Regions from separate parts of the Gossypium hirsutum genome. Here region 2 is linked to region 1. A link is a contact called in public Hi-C data. All regions are on one chromosome and are shown on one strand. Each heading gives the region's core, a stretch centred on a gene start, on an enhancer-like site or on the middle of the called end of the contact. The rest is flanking DNA. Distances are from core to core; before and after follow the strand shown. Region 1 holds the start of LOC107914895 (chalcone synthase 1-like). Region 2 holds the start of LOC107915058.

Region 1 (4,545 bases), core at 553-3,052:
AAATAACGGCACAGTAAATAGGAGCAAAAATATTTTCATTTCACGCGCACAAGGATTTGAATACAATACCAAAAAATAAGTTGAAGTACTACCACAAAACTAACAAACTCATTCTTATTAACAATTGAGCAAAAATTAAATATAAATAAGATATGCTGTGATAGAAATAAGAACAAAAATAGAAAAATAAATAAATAAAAAAACAATTTGAACACAAGACCTCAAACATATATCCAAAGCACTTATCCACTAAAACAAATCAATTTACTTGATAACACTTCCACAATCATAACTAAAAATCACGACGTGACCAGTCTTGGTTTCACTAACTCAATTTCTTCTAACCCGGTTTTCAGGTTATGACAAGAATTTTCATATATTATAATATTAATTATGTTACTTTCAAAAAAATAAAATTAATTTATAACATTCATATTATATAAGGGTTTAGTATTTGGTACACTAACAATGTAATTTTTTTTATTCTACTAGTAGTTTTAAAAAATTGTCATGTCTCTTTTTTTAAAATATTTATTTTTTAAAATATATTTTACTATACCCCTATAGGACACTTGTCAATCTCTTAACCCTACTTATGGAATCTAAAAACTCCACTGACAATATATCAAATATTATTTCATTATATAATCATAAATATTACATATTAGATGTACTTTTAGTTATGTTATATAAAATATCTTTATTTTAACAAAATATATATAATATTTGAATCCAAGCTTAATTCATATTTTAAATAATTTTTATTTTACCTAAAACCTAGGGAGCATAATTTTATTTTCAAACCATCTCAATTTTAGACCATTTTTTAAGTTGGTTTGACCATCTAAATTATATTAAAATATTAAAAATATATAATAAAAATATATTTAATAGTTAGAAGAATTAGTTGAAATGTACGGACAGATGTGAGGGAACGTGGTGCAGTCCTTATATATGGTAGAAATGAGGTTTTAAATGATGAAGCGGTAAGTGAAATCTGTAATTGTTAATGAGTAGGTTTATTTGTTGAAATTCGAATGTTGGTTTAAATTTGTGTGAGGGTTTAAAATATTAGGTTTAAAAAATTAACTTAGAAAAAGACTTAGACCTGAATATTTAAGGTCTGAATTTAATTTAGTTTGACCCGTTTTTAAGTTAGTAATATTTTATGTTATGTTATTTTAATATATTATGTAATTTATAATACATAAAAATTAAATTTATAGTAGTATTATATAAACATTATAAATTATTAAGGTGACTATATATAAAATAATTAAATATTTAATTAAAATTAATATAAATATTTATTTAAATTTTTTTAAAAATAATATAAGTAAACCTAAAATGGGTTCCATTAACCATTTACAAATATGAATGAATTGGATAAAATTTTAAACTCATAATTTAAATTAGATCAAGTTTGAATAAACATAAAATATATATATTAATAACATGTACTCAACTCGCACTCAACTCTGCCCATAAACATTTGTAGTGAAAACCAACAGAAATGTGGAGGATAGGATGGAGAGGTAGAAGAGTGGAGGCTAGAATTAGATGGATGCACCAAAGTCACGTGCCACCCAGTCTTAACAACTAGCCAGGTGGACTTGGCTCTGCTCAACCACGTGACTCTCAACTACCCCCTCCCAAGCTCCTATATCTTATTTATAGGCCCAAACTCTGGACTGTCAACAACACCTTCTGTTCCTTTTTACCATTCATAGCATAGCAGCTTAGTCCAACAGTCCAACTCCACACCCACCACCATTGGCTGTTTCTGATCATCCGAAAAAGAATGGTGACCGTGGAAGAAGTTCGTAAGGCTCAACGTGCCCAAGGCCCTGCCACCGTGTTGGCCATCGGCACATCAACCCCGCCTAATTGTGTTGATCAGAGCACATACCCTGACTACTATTTCCGTATCACAAATAGTGAGCACAAGACCGAGTTGAAAGAGAAGTTCAAGCGCATGTGTAAGTTTTTTACTTTGATCTAAAAGCTAAATTACCTTATATACAAACTTAAGGTGATTTTGTGTTTCATACATAATTCGGCCATGAAAATAAAAGAGGGGAAAGATAGATGTGCATGGTTCATATCATTTTCATGCAAATACTTTAATGGAAAAGAAGTTAGCTACGTATATAGTATGACTTGAAAATAGATTAAAGTTCTTTTCTGGTTCCAAGAAAACTAGATTGAAGTTTGTTAGGTTCATTTCTTGTAAAGCACATTTATTTAAATCATATAATTCCACAGACTTAATTTGTCTCAAACCTTAGTTTCACGTTTTCTACCAACAGAAGTTTGAAATTTATACTAGTGAATTAATAAGTTTTTTTTTCCAAATATTAGTAAGTTGTTAGATGTTCTAGTTTATACTTTTTTTAATTTTTTTACAATACTATATATTTATCCTCATATTTAAATATTGGAAAGGATTATGGATAGTTCCAAGTATTATACTAAAGAATATAAATATTAATTGTTTGGACCAATAATAAATGTTAATTTGAAATTATTTTGTCTTTCATATTTTATATTATAGTATTTTTATGAAATTTTAATTTATAACTCTATAATTTTTAAAAAATAATTTTATCATTTCAATTATAATTTTTAAAATTTTTTTATAAATATACTTTTAAATAAATTTTTTATTCAAATTATAAATCTGCATAGTCTAATATTTATAATATTTTTTAAAATAAATATATTTGTCAGACAAACTATTAAATAAACTATTAGAAGAGAATCTTATAAAGGTCTTAAGACTCCATTATTTCCGCCCATGACCCACCTAAAAGTTTCCGACGATTGAAGCTTTTATGAGACAGAGAATTTGAAGGGGGGACCTAAACTGATATTTTCCATATCTAGTGAAGTTGGATAAAAAATCAGTTAAAACACTCTTATATGCTAAGTTGGGAGAATTAAAAGTAAGTTTATTGTGTTTGATTATTTAGGTGAAAAATCGATGATCAAGAAGCGATACATGTACCTTACAGAAGAGATTTTGAAAGAGAATCCCAATGTATGTGAATACATGGCTCCTTCACTGGATGCTAGGCAAGATATGGTGGTAGTTGAGGTGCCAAAGCTAGGCAAAGAAGCAGCCACCAAGGCCATTAAGGAGTGGGGCCAGCCCAAGTCCAAGATCACCCACCTTGTCTTTTGCACCACTAGTGGTGTGGACATGCCTGGGGCTGACTACCAGCTCACCAAGCTTTTGGGCCTCCGCCCCTCCGTTAAGCGCCTCATGATGTACCAACAAGGTTGCTTCGCAGGGGGGACGGTGCTCCGAGTGGCTAAGGACTTAGCTGAGAACAACAAAGGTGCTCGTGTACTTGTTGTGTGCTCGGAGATTACTGCTGTTACCTTCCGTGGACCTAGTGACACTCACCTAGACAGTCTAGTGGGCCAAGCATTGTTTGGTGATGGTGCCGCAGCTGTTATAATCGGGGCAGACCCCATGCCCGAAATCGAGAAGCCCATGTTTGAAATAGTCTCAGTAGCCCAAACGATCTTGCCAGATAGTGATGGTGCAATTGATGGTCACCTTCGTGAAGTTGGGCTTACATTTCACCTTCTTAAGGATGTTCCGGGGCTTATTTCGAAGAATATAGAGAAGAGCCTGGTAGAAGCATTTCAACCATTGGGCATATCCGATTGGAACTCCCTTTTTTGGATTGCTCATCCAGGTGGTCCAGCAATATTGGACCAGGTAGAAGCCAAGTTAGCACTGAAGCCAGAGAAGCTACGAGCCACAAGGCACGTTCTTTCAGAGTATGGTAACATGTCAAGTGCTTGTGTTTTATTCATTTTGGATGAGATGAGGAAGAAATCAAGGGAAGATGGACTTCAGACAACAGGAGAAGGACTGGAGTGGGGAGTGCTCTTTGGGTTCGGACCTGGCCTCACTGTTGAGACTGTTGTGCTCCATAGTGTTGCTGCTTAAAGTTAAACAAACATGCCTTTTAAGTAATTGGTCGTGCTCCACTTGGCTTGCAGTTTTATCTTCTTCTTTTTTCCTTTTTTAGATTATTTAAATCCTATGAATTTGTGTGTTTATTGTTAAAGACTAGAACACTTTGATGGTGTGGGCGGGAAGCTTAACGCCTATTCAATTCATGTACCAACTTATATTAAATTTATGGCAATAATAAGTTCCTTTGCAAACTATTCTACCAAAAACAAAATTAGCTTCTGTTAATATCACAGTCTATTAATCTATCTATACTTACTATTAAATAAAAAAAATCTCCTATGGATCCTTATGCTAACAGTTGTATTATTTTCCCATAAAATGTTTTTAATTTTTTTTTTACACGTGAATTATTATTCCTACTAAGTCCACTCCTTTGTTTGCATAAGGTACAAAGTAGGGAAGCCAACTAGATGCTACGGTTGTCCTAAATTTTGGGTGGGCTATATTTATTGTTTTGGGCTAACATGATTAGGTTGTTAGATGATTCTTGAGCTAATTTTTGCCAATGTATTTATTGAGTTTGGGGTAAAAACTCAAACTTGCTATAAAAT
Region 2 (4,654 bases), core at 801-3,300, 280 kb before region 1:
TGTTTGTTAATTTCCAGTGTCTTGTCCCTGATAGCTATATTCTGGGGAGAGATACAGCCATTTTGAACCAATTTTTTTCTCCCAACTGCTCTTGGCGAGACAAAAGAACGGTGAGATGCAGGCAATTGTTTTTCCATTCTACGTGGGGACCCATGGGAAGGATCCACCCCTTTTCCACGATCCATAACCAACCCTACACTTTTAAATTCTATGCCATCTATTTTCTCCTTTCCTTTGCAGTTATTTCTGGATTTTGCAGAACCGTCTGCAGAGTTATGAAAGAAAGAACCACCAATTCTTGGTAGCTGACATTCTTTTCTTCCTTCAGCTAAGTGATTTGTTGATCCACCTTGTGGAAATGGCCTTTCAGGTATTTGATTGTACATTTTCTTTTCAGTTAAATCTATAACAGCATGATTTTCTTGGAATACAGATGACTTAAAAGGCAACTTAGAGCAAGGAGCTTTTCCTTTATCCATGTGCTCTGTAATGGAATTCCTGCTTCTCTCCACTGCAGTTTTCCCAAATAAAGGAGCATTTGCTTGAGAATTCTCTAGGGGGGATAAGATAATGGTGTTTTTCCTATGTTCAATTTCATCAACACTACCTGAAAGTTTTCGTGGGTGTATATAATGTTTTCGGTTGTGTCCTTTTTCAACAACCAACCTACCTCTTCTCCTTAGCGTATCCAAAGATTCTTTGCCTGCAGTATTAGAACCTCTCAAATGACTAAGCACTGAAATTTTACTTTCTTGTTCAACATAATCCCATCTGTTCATTTGCTGTACAGATAGCTTATCGACAGTGTTGGGCATGTCCAATACTGAATCAATGTCCACTTCCTCCATTTGCTGCATCTACTGAAACACACAAGGTCAGGTCCTGACTTCATATGAAGCTTTAATCACAAAAATATCAATTTGCTTATAAAAATTCTCCAGCCCAAGGCAGTTTACAACATTATAGTCCAAACTAAAATGTCATTACAGAAAAAGTCACCTTTTCATGATATAATTTATAAGTAATGTAACCAACCTGAGAAACAAATTAACACATTACATTCCTACATTGCTCTTTAGACTTCTTTAAAATGTTATATAGTCCAAAGGATTATAAAAAGGGATAGAGATACGAAAAGCAAGACTAAATGCTTGCCATAGAATTTACTTACAGAAGCAAAACTCGCTCAATTTTATAACTTCAAATAACATAAACTGAGTCCTATTTAGCATAATTTTGAACAACTAAACATTCACATACCAAACAAGGATGGAACCAAAAAGCAATGCCATGAATATGAAAGAGAAAGAAAAGAAGCCAACAAACATATAAAACTTGTTAGGAAGAGATTCGTTACCAGACCAGTCACTGCTTTGGCGCAACGAAATTAACAAAATTATTATAACTATGCTTCATATAATTAATCCTAGCCAACAAAGTTTTCTCAATTACTGTATCCAGGCGATATAAAAAGTAGTGGCTTGATTATAAACAAAAAATAAACACTAAATAAAATGCAAATGTTGGATAAATCTCCACCAAATTCTAATTCTTAGAACAATAAATATTAATTCCTGTGCACTGCCAGAAATTACAAAAGCATACATACGCAAATAAAATAATTATACAAAAATCTTAGAAGCGCACACACACACACACACACACATTACAGCATCGAGACTGAATTTTTCAAAATTTCACATATTAAATAAATAAAATAAAATAGTACATCAGAAAAGGATAAATTTTAAATAAATAAATAAACAGAGAGGATTTTGGCATTCAAAATTAAAATATATATTAAAAATCATTACCAGATAATGTTTTTCAAAATTTGGTGATAAAATGGAACCGAGAAAAGCGACACGAATTCCAGAAGAAGTTGAATCCTTCAAAACTCTAAGAAGGCAATGTCATTGCCATCAACTCTTCTGGGACTGGGAGTCGCTTCGCTTCATCTTTTCCTTCACAATTTGCTTTTGTTTTTGTGCCTTTCAAATTTTTAGGGTCGGCAATTTGGATATCAGGTCGAGTCGGATCTAGTTTTTTTTCAGCGTTATAAAAAAAAACCTTCAATTATTGGATTTGTTAAAGATAATGGGCCTACTTTATGTATTAGAATAGGCCCACCTCAAAGACCATGATTTCAGCTCTAATACATTCAAAATCTTCTACTATGCCTAATTTATAGATTTAGTCTTTATACTTTAATTTGATCAATTTTAGTCCATGTGTTTTTTGAATTTTAGAATTTCAATTTTAATCCTATTAGTAATAGTTCAATTTGTTTAGTCAAAACTTTCTATTAGTCACTATACTTTGCGTAAGTAGGAGATTTAGTCTTTGTTATTCAATTTGATCATTTTTAGTGTTTATACATTTCAAAATTTAAAATTCAATGAAATTTAAAATTCAATCCTGACTCAAATAGTAGTCATTAAATTCATTAACTAAAATGTTGTTACTTTTTTTGTGAGTATTATGTGAAAATAACAAGCTCACATGGCATTTCACATGTGATAATATATTTACTGCATAAGATTTTGAAAATAACATAATTTAACTTAACGAATTTAATGGATAGCATTTGAGTAAAAAATAAAATTTCAAAATTTATAAAAAGAAAAAATAGGTAACTGAAAATGACCAAATCTAAATATAAGAACTAAATCTATAACTTACACTAAATATATAAAAGAAAATTTGAGCATTGTAATCTATAATACCTATAAATATCATTTTTTTATTTATTATGATAAAATATTTAAGTTTTTTTTATAAGAAATAGGAGATAAAGGTGGTCCAAATCTAACTTCGAATTAATGTGAGCTAAAAATTTGAATGCACACATACTATTTGACATATATCACATTTAATTTTGTTTCAAGCTGAGTTTGGATGGACGGTGCGTTTACCTGTGATTAGTGTAAAAACAGCGATTGCGGTGAGATTAGATATTGTAGCGATACTGTAGTGAGACTAAAAGTAAGCAAAACACATCGCATCTCGTCTCCCATCCAAACCCACCCTCAATCAATGTAATTCTTTTTTTTTGAACAAATTAGAAGTAGATTTCATTTCATTAGAAGAGACACAAAAGATCCTAGAAACACAGGATAGCAAACCTTTAAGAGAACATGGACAATACACCAATAGAAAATCTTAGATAACAAACAAGCCTTATTAACCCTTCTAAACAGCCAAAAAAATTAGAGGGATCGTTACATTGCAAAACAAGGTTTCAACAATTTACTCAAAGAAATTGAGTAAATACGTATGATCGCTTCTACTTGAAGGTCCTCCATTTCAGCTGGTTAATAAGAACTTGAAATCTAAAGGCATAATTATAAAAAAAAAAAAACCCTCAATGTTTGGGGGCTTTTGGTTTTGTGCATTTGACCTTTTTTTTATTGACACCTTCAACATTATAATTTTTTCAAAAATCAACCCAATTCTAACAGTAAACATGAGTTGACCGTCAGTCAAGCGTTGATCAACGAAGTAAGCCTATGTGACGTCATAAATGGCATCATTTTTTTTTCATTTTGTTTCCATCTTCTTTATTCTTCTCCCTTCTTCTCTTTCCTTGTAGCTGTTGTTAGAGTAAAAAAAAATTGTAGTTCCCTTTCAATTTTGAACTCCACCATTTAACACCTCACTTTTCTAAAAGCTTCACTCACACCATCACCACCATCATCCCCACCTACCCAAACCTCCACTCAATCCTGAAACCTTAGATATTTCTTTTACAGGTAACTTTAATCATTCATCCATTATTTTAATTGAATTTCTTATTCAATTTATCTCCTTTCTTTTTTTTCCTTCTGAGAAACCTAACGCTATTGGAGGAATCAGCTATGGCAGTAAGATGAATATCAATTTCTGCACTTCATGCTCTTGCAGGTTCTATTTGATTTTTTTCTTTTGATGTTTTCCTTTTCTTTGGATATTATAGTTGATATTTTTCCTCAAGTGATAATTGAACATGTAATTGATGAAAATTTACAGGGGAACTATTTTGACAATAGAGATGTTAGAAGCCCAATTTCTTGGAATTGATGTAATGCTTGATAACTATCCACCACATTGCCGAAACATTAGCTTTCGAAAGTGGTTCCAGTTTTCCAATTTGGAGTTGTAGGGATTATGATGGCAAGTGAATAGATTTTTCCTATGATTAGGATTATGACACCACCGCTGTGGTATTATTCCTCGCGTGCAAACAGTTTCGGGTCCATTACATCTGCTTGGCTTTTTGGGAATGTAATGCAGTCTTTTCTGCAAAGCTTCGGTGTTTTCGAGGTTTATTGCAATGATGAATTGGTTAGTGACCCTTCTGCTATGTATGTGTGTGTGCATCTTGAGCATTTGAGAACCAAAACTCAATTTTTTTTATTTTTTATTAATCGATGGAGTTGTTTTAGCTGCTTAGCAAACCTTTGATTCGATTCTGATATTAGTATGAGCTCTGTCCTGATCTAAATGTTTTGTTTGAATGCCTTATAATATAAATACCAAAGTGGTGTTGAATCTCAGTGTAAGTGAAGCTTTTGGAAAAGTAAGGTGTTAAATGGTGGAGTTGAAACTAAAAGAGAATTGCAATTTTTTTATTGTAACCGTAGGGAAAAAGAGAAAATGAGAAGAAGAAAGAAGA

The links. Hi-C and Micro-C count contacts between places; a contact is called where the count stands out from the background.
Region 2: a Hi-C map of leaf shows a contact between it and region 1, with 3 times the contacts expected there. The contact joins the promoter of LOC107915058 here to the promoter of LOC107914895 in region 1. A contact is called at or near these places in 2 of 34 Hi-C or Micro-C datasets (leaf and seedling).

What each region holds. Positions count from the first base shown.
Region 1 is chrD10:30,816,444-30,820,988 of Gossypium_hirsutum_v2.1, reverse strand. LOC107914895 (chalcone synthase 1-like) reads left to right here and starts at 1,802. Exons shown (of 2, transcript NM_001327119.1): 1 at 1,802-1,979; 2 at 2,973-4,185. The coding sequence starts at 1,802. The coding sequence ends at 3,964.
Region 2 is chrD10:31,098,472-31,103,125 of Gossypium_hirsutum_v2.1, reverse strand. LOC107915058 reads right to left here and starts at 2,050. Exons shown (of 10, transcript XM_041102334.1): 1 at 1,815-2,050; 2 at 1-860. The coding sequence starts at 857.